Regions from separate parts of the Anser cygnoides genome. Here region 2 is linked to region 1. A link is a contact called in public Hi-C data. All regions are on one chromosome and are shown on one strand. The core of a region is the stretch at or near the end of the contact, and the rest is flanking DNA. Distances in the headings are between cores, read along the strand shown.

What was found. Hi-C and Micro-C count contacts between places; a contact is called where the count stands out from the background.
Region 2: a Hi-C map of liver shows a contact between it and region 1, with 1.8 times the contacts expected there. The contact joins the promoter of UFL1 here to the promoter of NDUFAF4 in region 1. A contact is called at or near these places in 2 of 7 Hi-C or Micro-C datasets (both in liver).

The regions. Positions count from the first base shown.
Region 1 is chr3:79,790,668-79,798,601 of Taihu_goose_T2T_genome, forward strand. It overlaps NDUFAF4 (NADH:ubiquinone oxidoreductase complex assembly factor 4), which reads left to right and starts at 4,691. Exons shown (of 3, transcript XM_048066664.2): 1 at 4,691-4,865; 2 at 5,133-5,230; 3 at 7,575-7,901. The coding sequence starts at 4,694. The coding sequence ends at 7,871.
Region 2 is chr3:79,963,898-79,971,831 of Taihu_goose_T2T_genome, forward strand. It overlaps UFL1 (UFM1 specific ligase 1), which reads right to left and starts at 4,201. Exons shown (of 19, transcript XM_048066641.2): 1 at 4,064-4,201; 2 at 3,295-3,440; 3 at 2,535-2,563; 4 at 1,705-1,802; 5 at 739-853. The coding sequence starts at 4,140.

The sequences.
Region 1 (7,934 bases), core at 3,441-5,940:
TATTAGAAGAAAAATCTTATTTCACTGAGATTACCTGCCCATCTGGAATAATACTTTGCATTCTAAAGAAAGCACAGAAACTTTAATCCTATCTCACAGCAAATCAAGTTAGTACCAAACATTCCTATGCTCCTTCATCTAAGGGGAATTTGCATCAGATCCATCAGCCTTCTGATACTAGTGAACTACACAAATTAATTTTGGATCCATTTCCCATCCAGCTGCAGAACTAACTGAAAACAAAAACTGAAGAAAACGCAACTTAAAATCAAAACTGGGATGCAAAACTGAAACAAATGATTTAAAGAATGGTCACAAATGTATATTTTATTTTCCAGATGCACAGTAGCTCTAGGAATTTCTCTCTTAGAGGTGTAAAAATATTTAAAAGATAGTGTAGCAGCCTGTGGCACATGCATATTACAGATTCCTGTTTTCCCCTGATATGTTTGATGCTGTCTACTGTTGACAACAGGCGGCTGGTACAAAAGAACTCAGTTTGATTGTCTGTGTTGTTCCCATGGGCTGTTTTGATAAAGAGATACTTGAGGATCGACTTATTTCTTTTGTTATTTTTAAATTCCCTGGAAACATGCATGTTCCCGGTTCATGAAAAATGTATCCCATTTGTAAGACTGTAGAAGCTGAACACAGTTAGTTCTTATGCTCTGAGGAACTACACATTCATTTTTTAATAATTACACTTGCAGATACATTATAGAGAAAGAAATTCCAAGCTCTTGATTTCTGATATTTAATTTCAACGTGGTCACACTGGTAAAATACCAAATGACAAAAAAAAAAAAAAGGCAGGGGTTGTAATTCCCAATTTTTCTGCCTGCTATATTATAAATGGCAGATTCTTCATAATAAAAGTTTTATACTTCTGATCCTTCCTTATACATAAAAAAGAACAGCCTTGTACCATCCTCAGTGACAGCAAGTGACAGGCAGAGAATGACATCACTCTTTATTTTTAACCAACTGCCTTCTAGTGAATTTATTTCGCTGTCAGTAAATATTACAGCAGCGTTAGTCACATTCAGGCTTTACAGAGACAGAATCACTCAGAATCACTGAGTTTGACCCGAGAAGCCCGCAGTTCTTCACTTTTGAAGGGGAAAATCTTAATTTCCAAATTTGGAACAATGGCTTGCCTCCACAGTCGTATTAGTAAAAATGTCTTAGAAAAATGCTTAAATACGTGCCAAAGGTCTACAATCACCAGAGACATCCATGTAAATTTTACCATTACAGCTACACTGGATAGGCTAACCACTTGCAAACATATAAAGTCGTGTGCTCAGGTACATAGGTTAAGTCAGCAACTAATCGACTACTGGTATTTAATTAGATATGTCACCAGTCCCAGTCCAAAAACATAAACAGCTGCAATGCTTCTATGTTCCCGTAACAGCTAATATCACTTAACTTCCTATTATCACTATATGTACAGGGCCTAAAATACAATCATAGAATCATTAAGGTTGGAAAAGACCTTCAAGATCATCTGGTCCAACCGTCCCCCTACCACCAATATCACCCACTAATGTTACCCACTAGGATCAAGTCAGTAAGTTTATTACCAGAGAATGTAAGTTAAAGACATGCTTCCATCCTTCTACAGACAGTGAGAGTCTTTAAAGTTGGGAAGCGGAGAAACTGCCCCTTGAAGTTTCCCCAAGAGAGTAGAGATCCAGTGCAGATCATGCTTACACTACTTTGTCTCCATTGCCTTTGTAAGCCTGTTTGCTTTTCCTCATCCACCAGCAAGTCTTTCAACTTTCCTCGCAGAATAACCCTGACACTTCTTCATGCAGTATGCAAGCAGTCCACAGCCATAATAACTATCGCATCAGGGATGTTATTACCAAATAACGCTGCTACAAGTAGAAGTCCAAGTTTTGAAAAACAAAGTTTTGTATGTGCACACTAAAAAGCAAAACTAGATGTATGCAAGGGCAAGCAACATGCCTTTTCCTCCTAAAAATGAACATAGAAGTTGTGTCTCTTAATTGTCCTTTGAAACACTCCCTCTCCAGGTCACTTGATTCAGGCAACTACTGCCACACATGAAGAGTCTATAAAGGCATGTACACAAGTTAAAAGCATAAAACAATTACTTATTGGCTAATTCACACAACAGCCAGGATTAATGAGTCACTAATTCACTTTTCTCCTTTGGTAAGGCACCCTCAGAGTCTTTGTTGACCAGGCAGTCATCAGTCATGCGGAGAAGGGTCAGCCTTCATTGTTTCTTAACTCTAGGTGTTGCTGTTTCTGTCTTCATTTTTCTCTCAGAAAATCTTCTGTCTTTTCATGCTTACATTTTTCCTCTTGAATCTTTAATCTGCTTATTTCCTTTCAACAATTTTACCTCTGTCTCCAATTTTACCCTTGCATGGTTCAATACTAAATACTTTCTCTCACAGTTTAGCAGTTTTCTCAGAAGTCTGGGCTGCATCAAAATGAGGCCTCCAGTCATAGATGGTTGAAAGAGAGAGACTGCACCCTGGTGAGGACCATATCTGACTAACATAGCATAACCCCAAAATTGTGAACAATCCTAAGGAATCGTTCTTGTCATTTCCAGTTAGGGTATATGTTCTAGATGATATATGTTTATGAAATAATCTGCTGCCACTGAGTAAGACAGTGATGTGCGTATAAAGAAACATAATTGTGATGGTTTAACACCAGTGGGTACCTCAGTAGCACCATGCTGCTCTCTCACTCCCCCTCCTCAAAAGGACAGAAGGAGAAAATACTATTAAAAACAGCTCATGGGTTGAGATTAGGACAGGGAGATTACTCTCCAATTACCGTTACAAGCAAAACAGACTCAGCATAAGGGAGATTAGTGTAAGTTATTGCCAACTACTAAGAGACTAGAGCAGTGAGAACTAAAAGCCAACTAAAACCACCTTCCCCCTAATCCACTCTCTTCTACCTCCTCCCCACAAGTGGCTCAGGGGAATTCAGGGGAATGGGGGCTGTGTTGAAGCTATAGCATTTTGTCTCCGCTGCTCCTTCACGGTTACTCTCTGCACGTGGGGTCCCTCCCACAGGATGCCGTCCTTCCTGAACTGATCCTGTGGGGGCTTCCCACAGGCAGCAGCTCTCCAAGAACTGCTCCCACATGGCTCCGTACCAGGGATCCATCCCCCAGGAGCAAACTGCTCCAGCACGGGTCCCCCACGGGCGGCAGCTCCCCCCAGACCCCCTGCTCCTGCGTGGGCTCCTCTCCAAGGGCTGCAGCTCCGGCCCGGGGCCTGCTCCTGCGGGGGCTCTCCATGGGCCGCAGCCTCCTCCAGGCCACATCCACCTGCTCCACCGGGGGCTCCTCCACGGGCTGCAGCGTGGAGATCTGCTCCGTGTGGGACCCATGGGCTGCAGGGGGACAGCCTGCTCCACCAGGGGCCTCTGCACAGGCCGCAGGGGAACTGCTGCTGCGTGCCTGGAGCACCTCCTGCCCTCCTGCTGCATTGGCCCTGGGGTCTGCAGGGCTCTTTCTCACTCCTCTCTCCCAGCTGCTCTGGCGCAGCATTTTTGTTTCCTTTCTTAAATCTGCTCTCCCAGAGGCCCACCCAGCATTGCTCCCTGGCCTGGCTCTGGCCAGCAGCGGGTCCCTTTGGAGCCAGCTGGAGCTGGCTCTGATCTGACATGGGGCAGCTGCTGGGCTCTGCTCACAGAGGCCACCCCTGCAGCCTGCCTGCTATCAAACCCTTGCCATATGAGCCCAATACACATTAATGACTGATTAAGGGGAACAACATCCCTAAATACTTCCATGTTACTATTATTTAAGTAAAAACTTACAAAGAGGAAAAAAAAAAGAGAACAAGACTTTTTATATCAGTACAGCAGCTACTGGAACAGAAAGCAGGGGTGACAACTTACGTGAGGACACATGTTGAGTGCAACAGGTAGTGGCACATAGTGACACTGTGTGTCTGGAAGCTAAAATGTACAGAAAACCACACAAACAGTGTTTATACATTGAATTGCCCTCTCAGCCTTGTTGTCAGGGTCACTGGGTCCATCTATAAGCCTGTACGTGATTAAGTACAGCTTTTTGCTGTAGATAACATGTACGTACCAGACCCAGACTTTCACTCCGGACTCACTGCGGTTTCTTACAAAACCTTATTGCGCATAACCCTGCTTATAAACCAAGTGAATACAATTCAAAAATAACGGATCTAAAAGCCACCTGTCGGCCAGCACCCCCTGCACCTCACACCGCAACGATGGAAAAGAACTGAAAAGGCTGCGTGCAGCAAACCCTGGGCGAGCCTGCCACCTTGAGGACATCCCCCGGCAGAAACCCCACGGCCCCGGCTCTCAGCAGCGCCAGGCGAAGGCGCCGCCGAAGAGGAGCCCCAAAAAATCCACAAGGGCACGGCATGACCCAGCTGCCCCCCGCCGACATGGCGGCGGGCCGGCGTCCCGGGGCGCCGCCGAGAGGAAATAGCGCTGGCGGAAGGCACTGTGAAAGAAACACTGAATCACTTCTTTATTTGTTTATTTATTTATTTATTTGGTTATAGTTGCCCGACATGAACCTACGACCCCACCGCAAGCTTCCCGCGCACCGCCATTTGCCCTTCCTGCCCGGCCTCCCCGCCCGGCGGCTCCGGCGTCGCGCCAGCACTCTGCGCATGCGCGGCGCACCGCCCCCACCGCTGTGCGCATGCGCGGGGCCGTCCCGGCGGCGGCGGTGGCGGCGGCAGCGGCGATGGGCGGGCGGTTGGTCCGCGCGTTGCGGGCGTTCAACGTGGAGAGCCGGGCCCACCGCGAGATCAGCAAGGAGAAGCCCACGCCCGCGCCGCACCACCCCACTACCCGCCTGGACGCGCTGACCGGTGGGTGCCGGCCTCGCCGGGGCGGCCGGGCGAGGTGCTGGGGCCGCGGTGACATTGAGAGCGGGGCCGCGCGCGGGGCATGCCGGGAGTTGTAGTCGGCGGCTGTCGCGGGGGGCCGTTGCTACTGGCGGTTGCTAGGGGCGGTGAGAAAATGGCGGCCGCCGGGGCGGGAAGGGGAGGGGAGGGGAGGGGGCGTCTCGGAGGTTTTCTCCCTTTCTTCCCTTTCCTCACGGTTTTTTTTTCTGCTCTCCTCCCCGCTGCCTGTAGAGCACCCGGCGATACGCGAGAAAGTCTACAGCAAGGACGACAGGTTGCTCACCTTGTTGAAAGACGTTTATGTTGAGTCTAGAGATCCGCCGGGGCAGGTGAGCGCCGCTCTCCGTCGGAGGCGCGCGAGCATCAGCGTTGTGGTTTTCAAACTCAACGCAAATCCTATCAGACTTTTACTTTTCAAGACAAATGAGCATTTTTTCAAGATTTTTTTCAAGAAAAAACGATCAGCTAGTGCCTAGATGCTACCCTTTTGTTAGATAAACATGATGTTTTCATTTCTCAGTTATATCCCAGTAGCATGGACTGACTTTGGGTCTTGAACATGTGTTAGGATATGGTTATTCAACCTACATGGTTCCTTTTTAACATCACATTGGTGTTTCGTTTTTCACTTAAGTTCCCACTGGTGCTTCTTCCAATGCAGAAGGGCAGCTGGCTATCCTTTCGGAAAGATGCAGTTTGCCAGAGATGTCCCGTAGATTTTTTAGAAGAAAACAGATTGGGACTAATATGGAGGGATAGATGTGGTAGAGGATAAAGACATTAACGCTTTTCTGGAGTCTTTAACAGCTGATGTTAATGTTGTCTTATGCAGAGCCTTTTCCTTATGTGGCTTAGGAAGTGCCCTAGCTGGGTTTTTCTTGTATAGCCTTTGGACTGTACGCTCATCCATTTCCTCATTACCAATGGCTGCACTCTTTGACTTGGAAAACAAGGCATATGCCTTCCAGTAACATGCAGACGGGGGCTTAGTCTCCTCTTCTCCACCTCGTTACATTATGGCTTGTGGTTTTTACCTGTTGCATTACTGGACCATTTTATTCTAGCTCATCCATTTAGTAATAAAAGCTTTGTAATTGTCTAGCAATAAAACTTCTAAGTCTTTATGATATTCCACATCCAGAGTACCTTCTATTCAAAACTAAAATATCTTAAAATTCATTCACTCCTGTAGCTTCTGCGTAATCTCTTTGTTAATTTTCATAAAGGAGGTTAGTACGCTAATTTTGAAGTGCTGAAGGTCTAATTCCAGTATCTTTAAACACTTCCACTTGTAAGTCTCTCAGGAGAGAGATTTGAGGAAAAGCCACAAGTGGAACAAATCTTAGTGCTTGGTTCTGCACCTACTGCAAGGTTGTTGCCACATAAGGCTTGCTCTTATGGTTTGTCTGTTTGAGGTTGTTAGGAGGAGCGTGATTAATATGTTAGCACTGAGGCTTGTGGGCAAAGCTTCATCCAGAAACTTTCTTCTTGTCCTGATTTTCTTCTAAAAACCTGGTGCATCATTTATATATAAAATAAATATTCGCATGTATATTTACATATATTTTATACATATATACTTTATGTGTATATATATACTATATATATTTTATGTATGTAATTATACATATATGTATATTTTGCATGTCAAGTTACATGGAAAACTACTATTTTTCAGTTCTGAAGTGGCAGATACCTGGAGATGCATCATTTTATTAAGACTTGAAAAATTGTTCATTATCTGAGTACAATTTTAGAAGGAAATAAAAAGAAAGGGAAGGTTGGTAGCATTGTCAAGCAGTCTGTGTAGTTTAGAAGCAGGCAGTTACAGGTGTTGCAGCATCCTCATCAGTTTCTCAGCGTATGGGTTAGTACAATGTCTGGGGTAATTGGTGGACTCTGATAACTTTAAAAGCACTTTTCCTTAAGAAAGGTTTTCATTGTGCCTCTTTGCAGTGTCATTCACTGGTGAAGTCTTAATAAAAGGCAATATGGGGAAGGTAGAGTTGCTTTCTAAATAACTTGGAAAAGGAAATATGAAAGGACTTGAGAGAAGAGACCTCGTGTCTGAGTGCTGCAGTAGTCATAAGAATTAAATTGCATATGATGATGCAAAATAGTTTTCTCTTTGTCCAGCAAATCTTGTTCTTTAGACAGAGTAAAAGAGGTGATGTCTTTTAGTTGCAAAACTAAAATCCGAAAATGAAAGGGGAAGAGAGTATATGGAAGGGATTTCCATTGGTATCACAAGAAGGATACCGTTTTTTAGTGTGATTTTTTTCCCTTCCTCTCCCCACCACCATGAATCGATACCAAATATTAGGTTATCTGCATTTACATTTAGCTACCAAAATGTGCAGTTTGACTTGTACGAAGGGCTGCTGAGTCTGTACAACACATAGACTGTAATGGATTATAGGTTTTCATAATGTGGGTGGGGGTTCGGCCCTCCTATATAGAATGGCTGTGCAACAACTGGCTATGATCTCTGTGATATTAAGAAGTGAGGGTGGCCAAGCATTTTAATGCTATTAAAATGTTTACACGTTAATGCTGTAAAAATGGGGAAAGCTAATAGGAAATGCCATATTTAGGAAGATTGCTTGGCTGCTACAGTATACATAGTAAACAGAACTGCTGTTAAGCTCTCTTTGTTTTCCTTCCCACAATTAGGTAAAAGATGGAGGTGGTGAACATGTTCCATGTAAACAAGAGGAAAAGAGAATTACAAAACTGGGTCAATTTGAATATCTAGATATTAAGAAAGTTACCAAAGGCAAAATTTCCATTGTGGAGGCTCTGCTGCTTCTTAATAATCATAAACTTCATCCTAAGATATGGACTGCAGAGAAAATAGCAGCGGAATACAGTCTGGAACTGACGGAAGTCAACTCTCTTCTGGAATTCTTCATTCCTTTTACTATGCAGGAATTTCCTAAAGAAACAAGAAAAGCTATAAAACCAACATAAAAATAATTACCAAAACCTTGTGTGATCTTACTTGTGTCTTGGTTTTACTCATGAGCATATTTG
Region 2 (7,934 bases), core at 2,951-5,450, 170 kb after region 1:
AAACACAAAAGAGGTTTTCATAAATGTGCAAAGTAAACTAAACCTTCAGCATTGCCCAAGAAAGAAGGAAAAACCATATAATAATTTTCATTTTTAGAAATGTTTTTTGTAGAAGCTAGCCATCTAACAAATGTTAGAGGAATTCTGTTCACAAATTAAGAGTCAGCAAGTTGTAATTAATATGACTGCTCACTTAATACGCCACAGAACTACCCTTTGAAAAAAGTATCTTCCAAAAAATATCCAACCTTGACTGAAAGTCCCCGATTCTCCCTAATCCTTTTAAGTACTTAAGATAGTCATTTGAAGAAGTAAATAGTTTTTGTGAATGTCTGGCTTCAGATTCAAAAAAATATGTTTATTTTACCTTTCTTGAATAAACTGAAAAGTCTCTACCACTGTATTTCTGCCTCCTGGCTAGGTAATGAGACTGATGAAGTTACCCTAACATCTCTCTAATATGTCAAACAGTGAAATTTTCAGATCTTCCACTAGTCTAACACATCCTTCTGTTCCTAACACTCAAAAAGACCCTGAAGAAATGTTGCCCAATACTGAAAAGGCAAACATCAATCTCAATCTGTCAACAGCTGTCACACTGCAACCTTTACATAGTAATTCTTTTCTGCTTAGAATGACAACCAGCCTGTCACAATTAAAGCCACGGATACTGCAAAGATGACAAAAGAAGGTGAACACAATTGATTCTACGTTTGATAAGTTGGTGGGTTCCATCACCTGTGTCAGGAAGTCTCCTGGAAGGTCATATGCCTTGCAGAGTTCGGATACTGTCACCTGGCCAGTTTCCTGTAGTTTATCATTTATTTCTTCTGCTAATTGGTCTAGGTAACTCCTTATTTAAAATGCAGGGAAAAAATAAGAGATGAAATTGATGTGAAATTCAAAGTCAACCTGTTATCCACATGCACTTCCGCTGCTGAATTATTAATTGGCCTGGCACTATACCTCGTTCTAGTGCATATTCTCAAAAACAAACTGAAAGTTATTTTACTTGAATAAAAGAGAAAGATGCCAGTGAAAATGTGTGTTTTTAAAAGCCTTGTAACCAAGGCAGCTAGTATTAAAATTGGTCATTTACCTGCTTGTATGAATCTGCCAAAAAAGAAGAAACAGGAAAACATTTTATGACAATGAGACTTAGAAAAAGGGCTTTAGTAAACATAGTACGTCTTAATTGTTTCAAGAGAGCCAGGAACTACACATTCTTTGCCAAGAATAAATCTTGCAATGCAATCAATAATGGAGACAGCCGCATAACAGTATTACTTCAGTGTTTGCTGGTGTGTTGAAAGCCACAAAATAACTCATACATCTTAGGCTTGTGAGGTAAAGCAAGAGGTGGGTGAAAATGAGAGGGTTTGTCAACAGCTGAGGCAGACAGCGAGCCCACAGAACAAATGAGATCTGTCTCCTGAGCACAAAGACATGAAGAAGTAAGAAATAAAACCTCTGAATACTGGGCAGAGACATTCAGAATGCCTTTGCCCCATGGCTTCAGTGAATACCTTCAGACTGGCCTCACTAGCCATTTTGAAAATAAACAAATCACCAAGCAGCTGTAATAACAATCAAGAAAAAATGTATTTTGCCTCAGAAACAACAAAGGCTGACTCTCATTGTTAGCCTGTGTTTCAAAAAATAGAAGAGATCTAAGTTATACATGCTGCTCCTGAAAGCACTCACTCATTTATAAGTTGTCCCAGCACAAGCTGAATAGCTTTGTCTGACTTAACGATATCATTAGCTCTGTTTTCAATGTGCAGAAGGTCCACATTTATTATCTAAAAAAAAAACACAAACAGAAACCAAAACTGTTATAAGAATTTTAAATTGAAAACCATTCTTAAACATCGAGCTATTATACTTAAATATTCTTATGTCCTAAGAAAAGCTGCTTTTATTTTTTTCTAGTATTGCATACATATACTGCAAATCTGTGATTTGGAATAAAGCTGCATTGGGTAAAAATACTCTTTGCAACTGTGACAAGGTTAATAGAAAGCTATGCAATACAAAATTGCATAAAGCTATGAATAGAAAATACTAAATTGCCTTTCAGAAAGGTTTTCTGATTCTAAGTAATTTTTCTCTAGCCAGAAGGGAAAATTAGTCACAGAGGAAGACTACTGGAGGATAAAGGTTAGTGGAGACAAGAGATTAACGTAGGAAGAGGGAAGATCCAAAAAGGCATGCAAAGTTAATTATGCATGCTCCTGCAGTTTTAGATTTAAATGGGAAACAATTCTTTTTTCCCCTTAGTCTGCAAAGGAAGAGTCCACAAAAAAATCTGTATATTTTGGTGCTGATTTCACAGATCACAGAGTATCTGTAAGTACAAAAGAACTCTACATAAAACAGTAAATGGATGCGTTAAATGATCTGCAGTACTCTGACAAAGGTTACCGGCTCGTCATAAACTGTTCTCTTATTAAAAAATGAGTGTGACTGATGAAGTCCACATTTACAACAAACATGATAAAAAAGAATATACTTTTTTATTACTAAAAAGTTACCTGTTGCAAGTCAACAATGTTTACTCGACCTTCAAAAAAAAGTACAAACATACTTTTAGTATATAAAACATATTTAAACAGGTTTAAAATACAGCATAGTCCATTGTGTACAGAACACTTCACTACTTTGTAAACCAATTAAACCAATTTCAGCTTTAAATATTGACAAATCACAGAAATCACTGACAGTAAGTGCAAGATATCCCATGCTGTTCTACACTATGGCTTTGCTGACAAACCAATACAGAAACCCCAGAAATAAAAATCACTTTTTCAGCTCCCTCCTGACTGGTTTTGCCTTGATGCTGATCAAATTTGACCACTAGTCCATAAGTATTAACACAGAGGCTGTCAAGCTTCTTACCTTTGCATAATGCTACTGTCAAACATCAGCAACAGTAATTTAAAAACATTATTATTACAACTAATGATGTGAACAGAGAATGGTTTTGAAATTCTGAGTCCTGTGCAAACATCTGGGCCAGATACTAAAATGCAAAATTCCCTTCAAGTAGACCAATTGCACCTCAGAAATTCTACATAGGCGAAAAAGAATCAAGTAACGTATCTTGATATTCTTAATTAAAGCCTAATACGGATTTGAAATGAAAAATTAAATAAACAAATTCAGATGTAGATGAAGCAAGAGGGAGCACGATCACTTTTTTGAAACATTATGGGTACTGAAGAAAACTATCAAATTCGTTCTGTAGCCTTCAATATTAACTTCCAAGAGGAGGAAAGCAGATGTGACACTTACCACCACAAACATGAAGCTCATCCCGGATCTCCCTACTAATCTGTGCTGGCGTGACATACTCTTTTCCATCCAGTGTATGCACTACTTCCAACTGCTTTTCTGCAATCAGTTTAGTGACGATTTCTATACAGTTCCGTTCCGACAACCTATCAACAGCACAAAGAGCAATCGGTTATTCCAAGCACTCGCTAACTTCAAATGCGCATTTTAAAAATACTCAACAGAGGGAATAAATTGATTACTTGCTGTTCTGTGCATTAAATATTTTTTATGACAGTCACTTTGTGTTCCTACTTGTCTGATGCCCCACAACTCGCCCACACAGCTTTTTGTGTGCGAGTCATCGCTGGGAGGTGATTTCCACTGCCCAACAGCTGTCAGCCCCTTTCGCAGTAGGATCGCACCTTTCTGTGAACGCAGACAAGGCTGCGCTTACAGGCTTTGTTTACTACCCTTATATACTTCTTTATTACTTCCTTTTTTATTTATTTATTTTTTTTTAATATAATCGAGTTCTGGGCCACAACCTGAATTACCCAACGACTGCTGACAGATCAGAGCGCTGGGCCCGAGGATGTTTACCGGCCGAGCCTCAGTGTCTCTCCTGGACCTAAATACAATCCTGGGGACCCCCCCGCACCCCCAGAACCCCAACACCCCCACCCCAAGCCTCCCCCCCTCCGTGCTGCCGGGCCTGGGGGGAGGCCGCGGGGCGAGGCTCGGGGCCCTGCCGGCGGCGGGCTGCGGGCACCGGCGCGGCCCCGCTCACCTCTGGGCCACCTCGGCGAACTGCGCCCGCTGGAAGTCGGCGGCCAGGCGCCGGATCTCCTCCCAGGCGGCCGCCATGGCCGCCCTCCCCTTCCACGTCGGCCCGGCGGGGCGAGCTACGGGCAGCCAGCGCGGACAAAGCTCCTCGACGCAGCCTCTCCTCCCGGCCGCCCACAGCGCCACCTCCCGGCCCGGCTGCCCCCGGTCTGCGGGGTTACATTTATTTATTTATTTATTTATTTATTTATTTTTTTGAGCCCGGAGAGTGTAAATTAAACTTGGTTTAACGCGCGAGCCAGGCTTTTGGGGTGTTTGTGGGAACGTTTGTGGAATTAGACGAACGACACTACTGAAAAATTTAGGGAGGCTCAGAGTGGTGTGTGAGGCACACAGCCTGTACAGCTGCTCAGTGGCAGCTCGGTCAGGCAGTGAGCCCAGTTTGTGTGGCTGTTGAAACAGCGGCCAACCACGCATTTTAAGGGCCCCTTCTGCCCTTATGTGGCATCGATTTGTCAATGGTAGTGACAGAGAACATGGGAGAGCTGAGTGTGCTCCTCCTTCATGCCGGCTGGTGAAGGGCCTGGAACACAAGTGCTATGAGGAGCAGCTGAGGGCACTGGGGTTGTTTAGTCTGGAGAAGAGGAGGCTCAGGGGAGACCTCATTGCTCTCTGCAGCTACCTGAAAGGAAGGTGTGGGGAGCTCGGGGGTGGCCTCTTCTCTCAGATAACTAGCTGTAGAACTAGAGGGATTGGCCTCAAGTTGCGCCAGGGGAGGTTCAGGTTGGAAATGAGGAGACATTTCTTCTCAGAAAGAGCAGTCAGGCGTTGGAAAGGGGTTGCTCAGGGAGGTGGTGGTGTCGCTGTCCCTGGGGGTGTTCAAGGAAAGGTTGGACGTGGTGCTTAGGGACATGGTTTAGTGGGTGATAGTGGTGGTAGGGGGATGGTTGGACCAGATGATCTTGGAGGTCTTTTCCAACCTTAATGATTCTGTGATTCTATGATCAAAGCTGCCCGCTGTCAGCATGAAATGTTGTGTGGAGATGGCCAGCCCCTGCCCTGGGCAGCCGATGCTGTGCTGCTGGGGCTGTGCAGTTATCCACCTGTGTTTCCTGATGGTAAATTCCCTGCGTGAACATACGAGATGGTACTGGCATAGTAAATTATAACAGCGTGTTTGCGGTGGGATAGATACATAGCTTTGGTTTTGCTGGCCATTTGCTGCGTGAGAAGAAAGTGGAGACAGGATTCATTGAGCTAGGCATCTGAAGTTAGCAGTTAAATTCTAGGCTCGGAGCTCTTCATAGGCAGTGAGATAGTCTCATAGGGTGAGATAGTCTCCTCAAACTGTTGTGTAGCTCTTCCTATCGGGAAAAAGAACTGGGAACTTAGAACTGGATTCCTCCTACCTAACCCTAAATGTATCTGAGGTGCTTTGCTTATGAGTATAGCCTAGTCTGTGGAGAATCCCCCCTAAAATCTGGATCTCTCTTTGGGCTGGCCAAATTGGACACTGTAGTTAAGATCCAAAAGTGTAGTGTAATGGATTAGGCCTTAACGTGTGTGTATGACTTGAATTCAAGCTACAACTGCAAAATGTGTGGAAGTAGTCATCTGTAAACAGTTGGGTTTTTTTTCTCTTTTTTCTCTCTCTCTCTTTTTTTTTTTTCTTTCTCTGAAGTGTAGATTTGTTTTGTTTTCCCAGTGTGCAAAGAAGGGGCAGGTGAATCATAAACACAACAGTTATATGTATATCGATATTCCTAAATTGCAGGTTCTGAACCCTTTTATTTCTAGATGTATGTACATGTTCACAATATGCCCCTTAGGATTTTCCATCCTAATTGTTATTCAAGTAGCTATTTTTTTTTTTCTGTAGAAATCAGTGTTTTATTTGGACAGTTTATAAATTAAGTTAAATCTTCTGTTGTTAAAAATATAGTAAATGATTAATTTTACTATGTATGCTAAAACCTCTTGCAGTTAACTGAACTCTAATGTTATTTTCAGCTGAGACTTGAGTTTTATATTATGGGTGTGTTGCTTGAAAATAAAGTTGATACAATTAATTTTACTACAGTATTCTAAATATTACTGATTCCAGAGCCACAATGGTTACAGAAATGCTTTTGTTTTTTTGTTGAAGGTATATAAATGAAGTGTGAAGATTTTTATAGCTTTATTGTTAATAAAGGATTAAATAAAACTTTATGTAACTGTTATAATATCGATTGTTGGCCACATTTATTAATACAATACAAAGCAAATAATGTCATATGATGGCCATGTACAACATCGCATAAGTTCACTCTGGCAGTATCAATTACCTTCATCTTAATTGCAGACAATAAAAGAAAATTGTGAGGTTATTAATAGTGTCAAAATGAATCAATGCTGTACATCTGACGTAAAATGCATTATAAAAGTTCATATTGTAATATGTATGTTCATACATCCTATACTGAACTCTCTTCTCAGGGAACTTGGAATTTGTACCAGTCCATTGAAGGAACATGAATTAATGGAAGAGATTTTTCAGTCCTGAGGTTGCTCCTACTTGCTGATGCAATGCATTAACCTCCAAAAGACCAAAACATGAAAAACCACACTGAGTCACTCCTGGCTGCCTACTGTTACAGAAAGTTATAACTAGTGGTTCTACATTCTACTCAATTGAAGGTATCATCTTCTAGCTAAAAGACCAAAAAAAGTTTGTGAGTTCATTGCAACATTTAAAGCAGAGACAGACCCTCAAGTACACAAGCTCCTGTAATATTTGTGTAGAAACATCTAGTTCTGCTTCTGAAACTTCTTCTGTCAAAAGATTCCAGGCACATGTAATTCCATAATTCCATACTCTCTGGAACATTGGCTCCTAAGACAGAGTAAGAGTGTCCTTTATTATTATTATTATTATTATTATTATTATTATTATTATTATTATTATTATTTTGAGAGCTCATCTTTCAGCTCTAGAAGCTTTCCTTGAAAGAGGCAGGAAATCTGAAAAATCCGTGCTTTTGGATTTTCTGTTTTGGTCTCTGTGTTCACATATACTTTTATTGCACATTTTATGGTATTTGTTGCATTATATCATTATTCTGGAATAGAGATTAATTAATAAAAAAATAATTGAAAGAAGGCATCAATACAATACATGTTTGGAGTAACTAGTGATCCCTAAAATTGTCCTTGGTGCATCCTCCTTTGCTGCAGAGCAGGCTCTTCAGATGTCAAAGATTTTGAATCTTGGAGGAGATACCATGAATGTATTCGCAGGTATGTGTGTACTGTGAAGACAGTGATAACAATGTCCTGCACATCATACAGTCTCACTTGTAGACCCACCAATTTCAGTCTGCGTGGCCATTCTTTTCTGAATTTGTTAGAAGGTATTCAGAAAAGAATGTAAGAGTGTAGTCAGTCCTCACATATTAAACCTGTCATGAAAAAGTATTGTTATTAATACCATTGAAATCTGGATAGCTAGGGATAATAGGTTAAATGTTTTCTGTATCATTTGATGTAGCTGTTGTTCATCTCAAGATAGATGAGGAAATGAATCTATTGATGAAGGAAATCCACAGGACTAGAGGACAATGCTGCAATATTAAATTGCTTTGCAAAGGTTATGGTGCCATGTGCAAACAAATCATACTGATAATATAGTAGGGTTGATTTCTTTTGACATAAAGGGTTTTTAGCTGTATATAGAAAATACACAGAAAGAGTGAAAAATGCGAAGTAGAAAAGAATGAAGTTCCTAAGAGGTGCAGTCCCTGCGAAACCTTTTTACTTGGCATAAAAAATCAGGGAAACGGTGATATGCATAGTGTGTTTTCTTTTCACTCAGCAGGAGTAGTGTAGAATCTTGT